2 separate regions of the Vulpes vulpes genome follow, and region 1 is linked to region 2. Evidence: chromatin contacts called from public Hi-C data. All regions are on one chromosome and are shown on one strand. Each heading gives the region's core, a stretch centred on a gene start, on an enhancer-like site or on the middle of the called end of the contact. The rest is flanking DNA. Distances are from core to core; before and after follow the strand shown. Region 1 holds the start of OGDH (oxoglutarate dehydrogenase). Region 2 holds the start of CCM2 (CCM2 scaffold protein).

Region 1 (3,838 bases), core at 1,092-3,591, 210 kb after region 2:
GGGTGGTGTGCTCAAGGGCGTCCTCCTAGGACCACTGGGAGAAGTAGTAAGGAGGAGTACTGAGTCTGGAGAAGTAAACAGTCCACGGCGTGCTGTGGGTAGTGTGCTCAAGGGCGTCCCCCTAGGATCCCTGGGAGTAGGAGGGGTAAGCGGGAGTACTGAGTCAGGGGGAATAGACAGTCCATGCTGCTCTGTGGGTGGTGTTCTCAAAGGCATCCTCCTAGGATGTCTGGGAGGAGTAAGGAAGGGTACTGAGTCTGGAGGAGTAGACAGTCCATGGGGTGCTGTGGGTTGTGTGCTCAAGGGTGTCCCCCCAGGACCACTGGGAGAAAAACGAGTAATGAGGACTACTGAGTCTAGAGGAGTAGACGGTCCACAGGGCGCTGTGGGTGTTGTGCTCAAGGGCATCCCTCCAGGACCACTGGGAGAAGGAGGGGTAAGAAGAAGTACTGAGTCTGGAGAAGTAGACAGTCCAAGGGGCTCTGGGTTTGGTGTGCTCAAAGGCATCCTCCCAGGACATCTGGGAGAAGGAGGGCTAGGGAGGAGTACTGAGTCTGGGTGGTGTCCAGGACCACAGAGAGAAGGATGGGTATTAAGTCTCTGGGGTCCTACAGATGGTGAGTTCAAGGGCATATACCCAAGATCACAGGGAAGAGGGAAAGGAGTACTGGGTCTGGAGGGGTGCTGAGTCCCCAGGGTGCTGCGGGTGGTGTGCTCAAGGGCATCTCCCCAGGGCTACAGGGAGAAGGAGTAAGACGTACTGAGTCTGGAGGAGTACTGAGTCCTTGGGGCACTGTGGGTGGTGTACTCAAGAATGTCCCCCTGGTACCACAGGATGAAGAAGAAGTACAGAGGAGTACTGAGTCCAGGAGTATTGAGTCCTTGGGGTCCTGCTGGTGGTGTGCTCAAGGGCGATCCCCCATGACCACAGGGAAGAGAGGAGGTACTGAGTCCTCGGGGTGCTGAAGGTTGTATGCTCAAGGTCATCCCCCCTAGATCACAGAGTGAAGAAGTGGTAAAGAGTAGTACTGAGTCCGGAGAGGTACTAAGTCCTCGGGGTGCTGCAGGTGGTGTGCTCAAGGTTGTCCCCACAGGACCACAGGGTGAAGAAGTGGTAAAGAGTAGTACTGAGTCCGGAGAGGTACTAAGTCCTGGGGGTGCTGCCCTCAAGGTTATCCCCCCAGGACCACAGGGTGAAGGAGTAAAGAGTAGTCTGAGTCCGAAGAGGTACTAAGTCCGTGGGGTGCTGCGGGTGGTGTGCTCAAGGGCGTCTCCCCAGGACCGTAAGGAGAAAGTGGAGTACGGGGGAGTACTGAGTCCGGAGGGATACTGAGTCCTCGGGGTGCTGCCCTCGGTCTTCTCAAGGGCGTCTCCCGGGGCGCGCAGCCAGGGCGGCGGCGGGCGGAGCAGGCCCCACGGCCCGCAGCCGCTCCATCAAGGGCGCGCCACCCTTCCGAGCCGGCAGAGGACGGCGCCGGGCGGCTCCCGTGTGACGCCTCCCCGACCTTGGGGGTCACCCTGGCCGCGGCGCCCGTTCCCTCACATCCGCCGCGAGGCCCACCCCACGCCCCACACAGCCAATAGCGCGCCACTGCGCGCCCCCCGCGACGTCTGCGCGCGCCAGCGCCCGCCAATCTCCGCCCGTCAGACGGCCCTCGCCGTCCCATTGGCTGCCACGGTCGTCCATCAGGCCCCGTCCTGCCCACCTCCCGCCGTCAGCTCTGCTCCATCCGGCTTCACTCCCTGTCACCGCGGCGCCTGCGACAACGAGGCTGCGGCGCCCTCGCCCTCTGCCACGCCCCCCGCCTCCTGCCCGAGGGCGCGGGTCCTCCCGCACCAGCCCAGGCCCAGCGGCAGCGCGCGCTTACCTGTCCCCGGCTCGGCTCCACCCGAATGAGGCGCCGACACCCCACTCCGGGGCACCAAACTCTTGATCCCGCCCCGGCGTGTGGCGTCAGCACGCAGTCCCGCCCCTGGAGAAGAAGGCCCGCCCCGGCCGCTCGGGCGTGGCCTGACGTCACAGAGCAGCGCCGGCGTGGTCGTGGCGTGGGCCGGGGGCCTGCAGTGGGCGGGCGGGGTCTTTGCGGCCCCGACGCCGGGTGGCCGCCGGGGGAGGAGTGGCGAGTGCGAGTGCGGTTTCCCTCCGGAGGTCGTTCCCGTGAGGAAGGAAGAGCGCTGTGCGCGGGCAGCTGGGCGGCCATGGGGTCGGGGTATTCCTGGGGATGGGGGGCCAGTGGGGACCGTCCGAGCGGTAACCACTCCCAGTACCCTTCGCTACTCCTGTCCCTGGGCCCCGTGCGGGTGCGGTGGTGCGGTTCCTGTCTCGGAGCTTGTTTCACTGAGCATGTGCTGAAGGTGGGTCCACGTTGGAGCAGGGGTCAGGATTCCCTTTTTTGTTTTGTTTTGTTTTTTAAAGATTTTATTTATTAACCAGACAGAGAGGCAGAGACACAGGCAGCGGGAGACGCAGGCTCCATGCACGGAGCCCGACGTGGGACTCGAACCCAGGACCCCGAGGTCACGCCCTGGGCTGAAGGCTGACGTGCAACCGCTGAGCCCCCGGGCGACCTGATTGCCATTCGTTTCTACGAGCAGAGAGTAGTCCGTCCTGTGGCTCCTCTGCCGCTCCTGTGCCCATTCCTTGTTGGGGTCGTTTGCATGTTTGAGCTTTTGTGCCTGGTGCTGCGGTGAGGTTGGCCCACAAGCACCCGTGGAGTGCGAGACGGGTGTCCACCCCTACTGTGTGTGTACCTGGGAGGGGAGCCCTAGCTGGGTTTTCCAGCGCCTGCCACGGCCGCATCACTTCCCCACCAGCAAGATGCGAGGGTCCCAACTTACTTACATTCTGGTTACTATTTATTTTCTTTTTTAAAAGATTTTATTTATTCATGAGAGACAGGCAGAGACACAGGCAGAGGGAGAAGCAAGCTCCATGCAGGGAGCCCAGCGCGAGACTCGATCCCAGGTCTCCAGGATCACACCTCGGGCCAAAGGCGGCGCTAAACCGCGGAGCCAACCAGGGACCCTGGCTTTAACTTTTTAAAAAAAACTGGGTGAGGGCAGCCCGGGTGGTGCAGCGGTTTAGCGCCTCCTGCAGCCCGGGATGTGATCCTGGAGACCCGGAATCGAGTCCCACATCGGGCTCCCTGCATGGAGCCTGCTTCTCCCTCTGCCTGTGTCTCTGCCCCCCCCCCCCCTCTGTCTCTATGAATAAATCTTAAAAAAAAAAAAAAAAACTGGGTGATTATCTTCTTTTTTTTTGATTGAAGTACAATTGCCTTAAGAGTGTAGCATTAATTTCAGGTGTATACCATGGTGACTTGATATTTTTATACATTAGGAAATGGAGCCCTGCAGGGGCGCCTGGGTGGCTCAGTTGGTTGAGCTTCTGCCTTCAGCGCAGGTCATGATCTCAGGGTCCCAGGAGGGAGCCCCAGGTCCTGGCCCAGATCCCTGCTCAGCAGGAAGTCTGCTTCTCCCTCTCCCTACCCCTTCTCCCCCTCTCTCTCTTAAATAAAATCTTAAAAACAAAAACAAAAACAAAAAAATACCCATCCCCGCGATAGTCTAGTTACCTTCTGTTGTCATACGAAGCTATGAGGGGGTCGCTGCCTGTGCTCCCTGTGCTGTACATCAACATTTATCGCTGGGCAGCCCCGGTGGCGCAGCAGTTTGGTGCCGCCTGCAGCCTGGGGTGTGATCCTGGAAGACCTGGGATCGAGTCCCACATCAGGCTCCCTGCATGGAGCCTGCTTCTCCCTCTGCCTGTGTCTCTGCCTCTCTGTGTGTCTATGAATAAATAAATAAAATCTTTAAAAATAAAAAAAAAACATTTATC
Region 2 (3,709 bases), core at 434-2,933:
CCACCTGCCTGCTGTATAACAGGGAAAGATGCAATGTGGAGCCTTCTCCCAGCTGTGGCAGAAACATTAAGCTCAGCTCTCCCCCTTTGTGGTGGGCAGCACAGCACCCCCCTGCAGTCTAGCGCTGGCAGACTGAATCACTTGCTCAGGCTGTTTTCCAGACTTAGGAACTGCAACTGGTACCGTACTTGAATGAGACACACATTCACGACCCAGCAAGGAGAGGGAGAGAGGGAAAGAGAGAGAGAGAGAGAGAGAGAGAGAGAGAGAGCGCCACAGGATCCCCCAGGACCACCTGGCCACACCGGATTTCAAGCACAGCCTTCCAAAAATGGTGCATCATGTAAAACAAGGTGCGGAGTCAGAGGATGGGCACAGCTGCCTCCAGCCGGCTGTGCAGACTGGGGAGAGCAGAGGACCTCCCAAAGTCTGAAACTCGTGCACCCGAAGTGCACGTTAACGAAATCCAGCAGATGAGAAAGGAGAAATTTCATTGAAATCTGGTTTTTCTTCTTAAGGGCCTCTCCGCTATTAGTCTCCTGAAAATGAGTTTATCAACTACTCCAGCCTACAGTTAAAGCCACATTTGTAAAACGACACAAACTAAGGAGCCCCTTAAACTGTGCCCGAAATCCAAGCGCCAAATGGAGCGACCCTGCAACCGCTGAGCGAGCCGCGAGCAGCTGTCCCTAAGCACAGCTTCTCCCTTCTTCGGAATCAGGACACAGAGGTCCCTTGGGCAGCGGAGACCCCGGCCCTGGAGAGCCCCCGGGGCCCGCCCGCGCCCGCGCCCCCTCCCCGGCCCGGAGGAGCCCGCGGGCAGGGCCATGTGCACAGCCCGGGTTAGGGGGACGCGCTGACCGGAAGGGGCGGAAAGGCGTGGCTCCTTCCTCCCCGCGGGGCGGGCCGGGCGGAGGACCACCTAGCCCCATTGTCCAGGGACTCGCCTCCCGGCGCATCCGCGGACACCGACCCCCGCCGCCCGGGCCCAGCGCGCGAGGTCCGCCGGGGGCCCCAGCCTGCCGGCCCCGCTGTCCCCCGACGTCCCCCGACCTCCCCCGACCGGCGGCGGCGGCGCCTCCCGGTCCAGCCCCGGCCCCCCCGCCCCGCCCTGGGGTCCAGCCCGGCCCGGCCCGGGGAGCACGCTGCCGCTGCCGCTCACCTTCTTGCCCTTCTTGCCCTCCTCCTCCATGTCGCCGCGAGCGGCTCCCGCGGCCCGGCCCGGCCCGCCCCGGGAGCCCCGCGCCGCCCGCGGCCGCTACATGCTCGCCCGGCCCCGCGGCCGCCGTCGCCGCCGCTCCTGCGCCTCCCGCGCCTCCCGCCCGCGCGGCCGCAGTCTCCCGCCGCGGCCGCCAGGGGACGTCCGCGCCCCGCACCCCGCACCCCGCACTTCCGGGCCGAGGCGACGCCCCGCCCCCGGCCCCGCCCCCGCCCTCGGGGCCCCCGGGGACGCGCCCGCCTGGGCCCGCCCCCTCGGCCGCGGGAGCGCGCCTGTCGCGCCCCTACCCCGCCCCACCCCTTCAAGGAGGGCAAGAGAGCGCGAGCCCCGCCCCAGCCCGTTCCCTGCCCGTCCCCTGCCTCTCAGGGCTCCAGGAACCGCTTCAACTTTTCAATTCTGCCGCCATCTTTAGGGCAGCCACTTCCCGGCGTGCCTCGCGCTCGGGAAGGGCCCCCCCACTCCGCCGACTCGGGCCGACGGGAAACGGGGGCGGGGCCACGATGAGGGGGAGGAGCTATTCAGTAGGTGAGGGGCGTGGCCTGTGGGGAGGGAGGGGCTCGCAGGAAGGTGAGGCTTGCGTGGCTGGTGGGGAGGGGCTGGGAGGCGGGGGCCTGCGTGAAGGGGTGTGGCTAGCAGGGAGGGAAGGGCGGGGCCGGCAGCAAGGTGGGGGCGGGGTCTGGGGGAAGGGGCCGACGGGGACGGGGAGGGGGGCGGGGCTGGCCGGAAGAGGAGGGCGTGGCTTGGACGCTGGTGGGCGGGGCTGGTAGGAAGGGGGCGGGGCGAAGCTACTTCCTTTCTCTTTCTCAATTTGCCGAGTACCTTCAGGTCCCCAGTGACGCCCGTTTAAGCCTTCCTGCGCTCCAGCACCCGTGTTGCTTAAGCCCTCAGGAAGGTGGGGTGCGGTAGGACGCAACTCCTGGCACCCGTCGGGACAAAGCGCAACCGGCCAGCAGCTACCAGGCTGTGTCAACGTCCGCCCCTCCGCAGGCTGGGGTCGGCCGCGTCCCGCCACGAGCTGCCAGTGAGCCCCTTGCAGCGCCCCTAGAGAGTGAACTGACACTTGTGTTAAGCGGTGACCTCTGCCAGCTCCGTGCATCCCTCCAGCTCCGCTCGCGCTCCTTTCCTGCCCTGCGCGCTAGAGCCGGACCCTCTGAGCCTCCCCCGTCCCCGATGGACCCTGCGCTGGAGCCAGGCCCTCTGCGCCTCCTCTGTCCCCGGATGGCCCAGCGCTGCAGAGATGTGCAGCAGGAAGCACTGGGAGGCGGTGTGGGAGACAAGGCCTCCAGGGAGCTCCTAGGCAGGCACCTGCAGCCTCTGCGGCCTCCCCCCGCCCCCCCCGCCCCCCCCCCCCCGCCGCAGGGGCAGCTTCTCACAGCTCCGGGGCCTTGGAGCACCTGCCTCCGAGGGAACTTAGCAACTCTCCGTGGCCAGCTTTCCCTAGGCTCTACAAGGACTCCCAGCGAGTCCTGCGGGCACTTCTCCAGCACGTGCGGAGCTGTCGCTAGGCTCTCAGCCCTGGGGGGAAGGGGTCTTTTCTCTGGGAGCGCATCTCAGCCCTCAGAGTAGTAGCTGCATCTTGTATTTACAATCCTCGTGTCCTTCAGACCTCTCCTTGCTTTAACCAGCCAACCCTTTGTTGCTCTGCTATACTTAACACTTGTTTGTATAGCACCCCCAGGCATATTCCAGGTCCTTTGGCACATAGATCGGAGGTGGGTGAAAAGATCTTTCACTCTACCTTTTTTTTATTTAAGATTTTATTCATTTATTCATGAGAGACACAGAGAGAGAGAGGCAGAGACACAGGCAGAGGGAGAAGCAGGCTCCATGCAGGGAGCACGACATGTGACTCGATCCCAGGACCCTGGGGTCACGCCCTGAGCTAGAAGGCATACGCTCAACCACTGAGCCACTCGGGTGTCCCTCACTCTATCTCCTGCACTAATTTAGCAGCCACATCCCCAAACACAAACAAGGCAGTGTACCTAGCAATTAGTCTCCCACTCATGTACCTTTACGTATTTTGCAGCAAAGAACACTCCTCAAACTCCCCTTAGCCTGTGTGTCAGGAAAAACCCACTCCCCTCCTGTGCCTCCTTTGCTCTTGCATGGCTGGCACTCTCTCAACACTGCTGACATCAGACATCCAAGGGTTTTCCCAACACCAAGAAGTTCTGTGATACCAGCAGAATGTCCCACACTTTAACTCACTCAGCAGCATCTACCCAGACATGGCATCAGATCCCAGGGGTTGAGGACTCAGTCCCATAAAACTGCCCACACAGATGCCAACAGCAGTCCAGGCTGTTACCTGTGCTAATTGGCTATTACTCTGGACTCCCACAAGCCTCTCTTGGGCTCAGTTAACTTGCTAGAGTGGCTCACAGAACTCAGGAAAACAGTTCACTTACTGCTTACCAGTTTATTATAAAAGGACAAGATAGGGGCACCTGGCTGTCTCAGTGAGTGGGCCAGGGTCCTAGGGTCCTC

Evidence for each region. A called contact is a pair of places that touch in the nucleus more often than the background predicts.
Region 1: a Hi-C map of skeletal muscle shows a contact between it and region 2, with 2.8 times the contacts expected there. The contact joins the promoter of OGDH here to the promoter of CCM2 in region 2. A contact is called at or near these places in 2 of 3 Hi-C or Micro-C datasets (both in skeletal muscle).

What each region holds. Positions count from the first base shown.
Region 1 is chr7:15,279,209-15,283,046 of VulVul3, forward strand. OGDH (oxoglutarate dehydrogenase) reads right to left here and starts at 2,342. Exons shown (of 23, transcript XM_025988372.2): 1 at 1,869-2,342. The coding sequence starts at 2,201.
Region 2 is chr7:15,073,642-15,077,350 of VulVul3, forward strand. It overlaps CCM2 (CCM2 scaffold protein), which reads right to left and starts at 1,684. Exons shown (of 11, transcript XM_072763017.1): 1 at 1,579-1,684.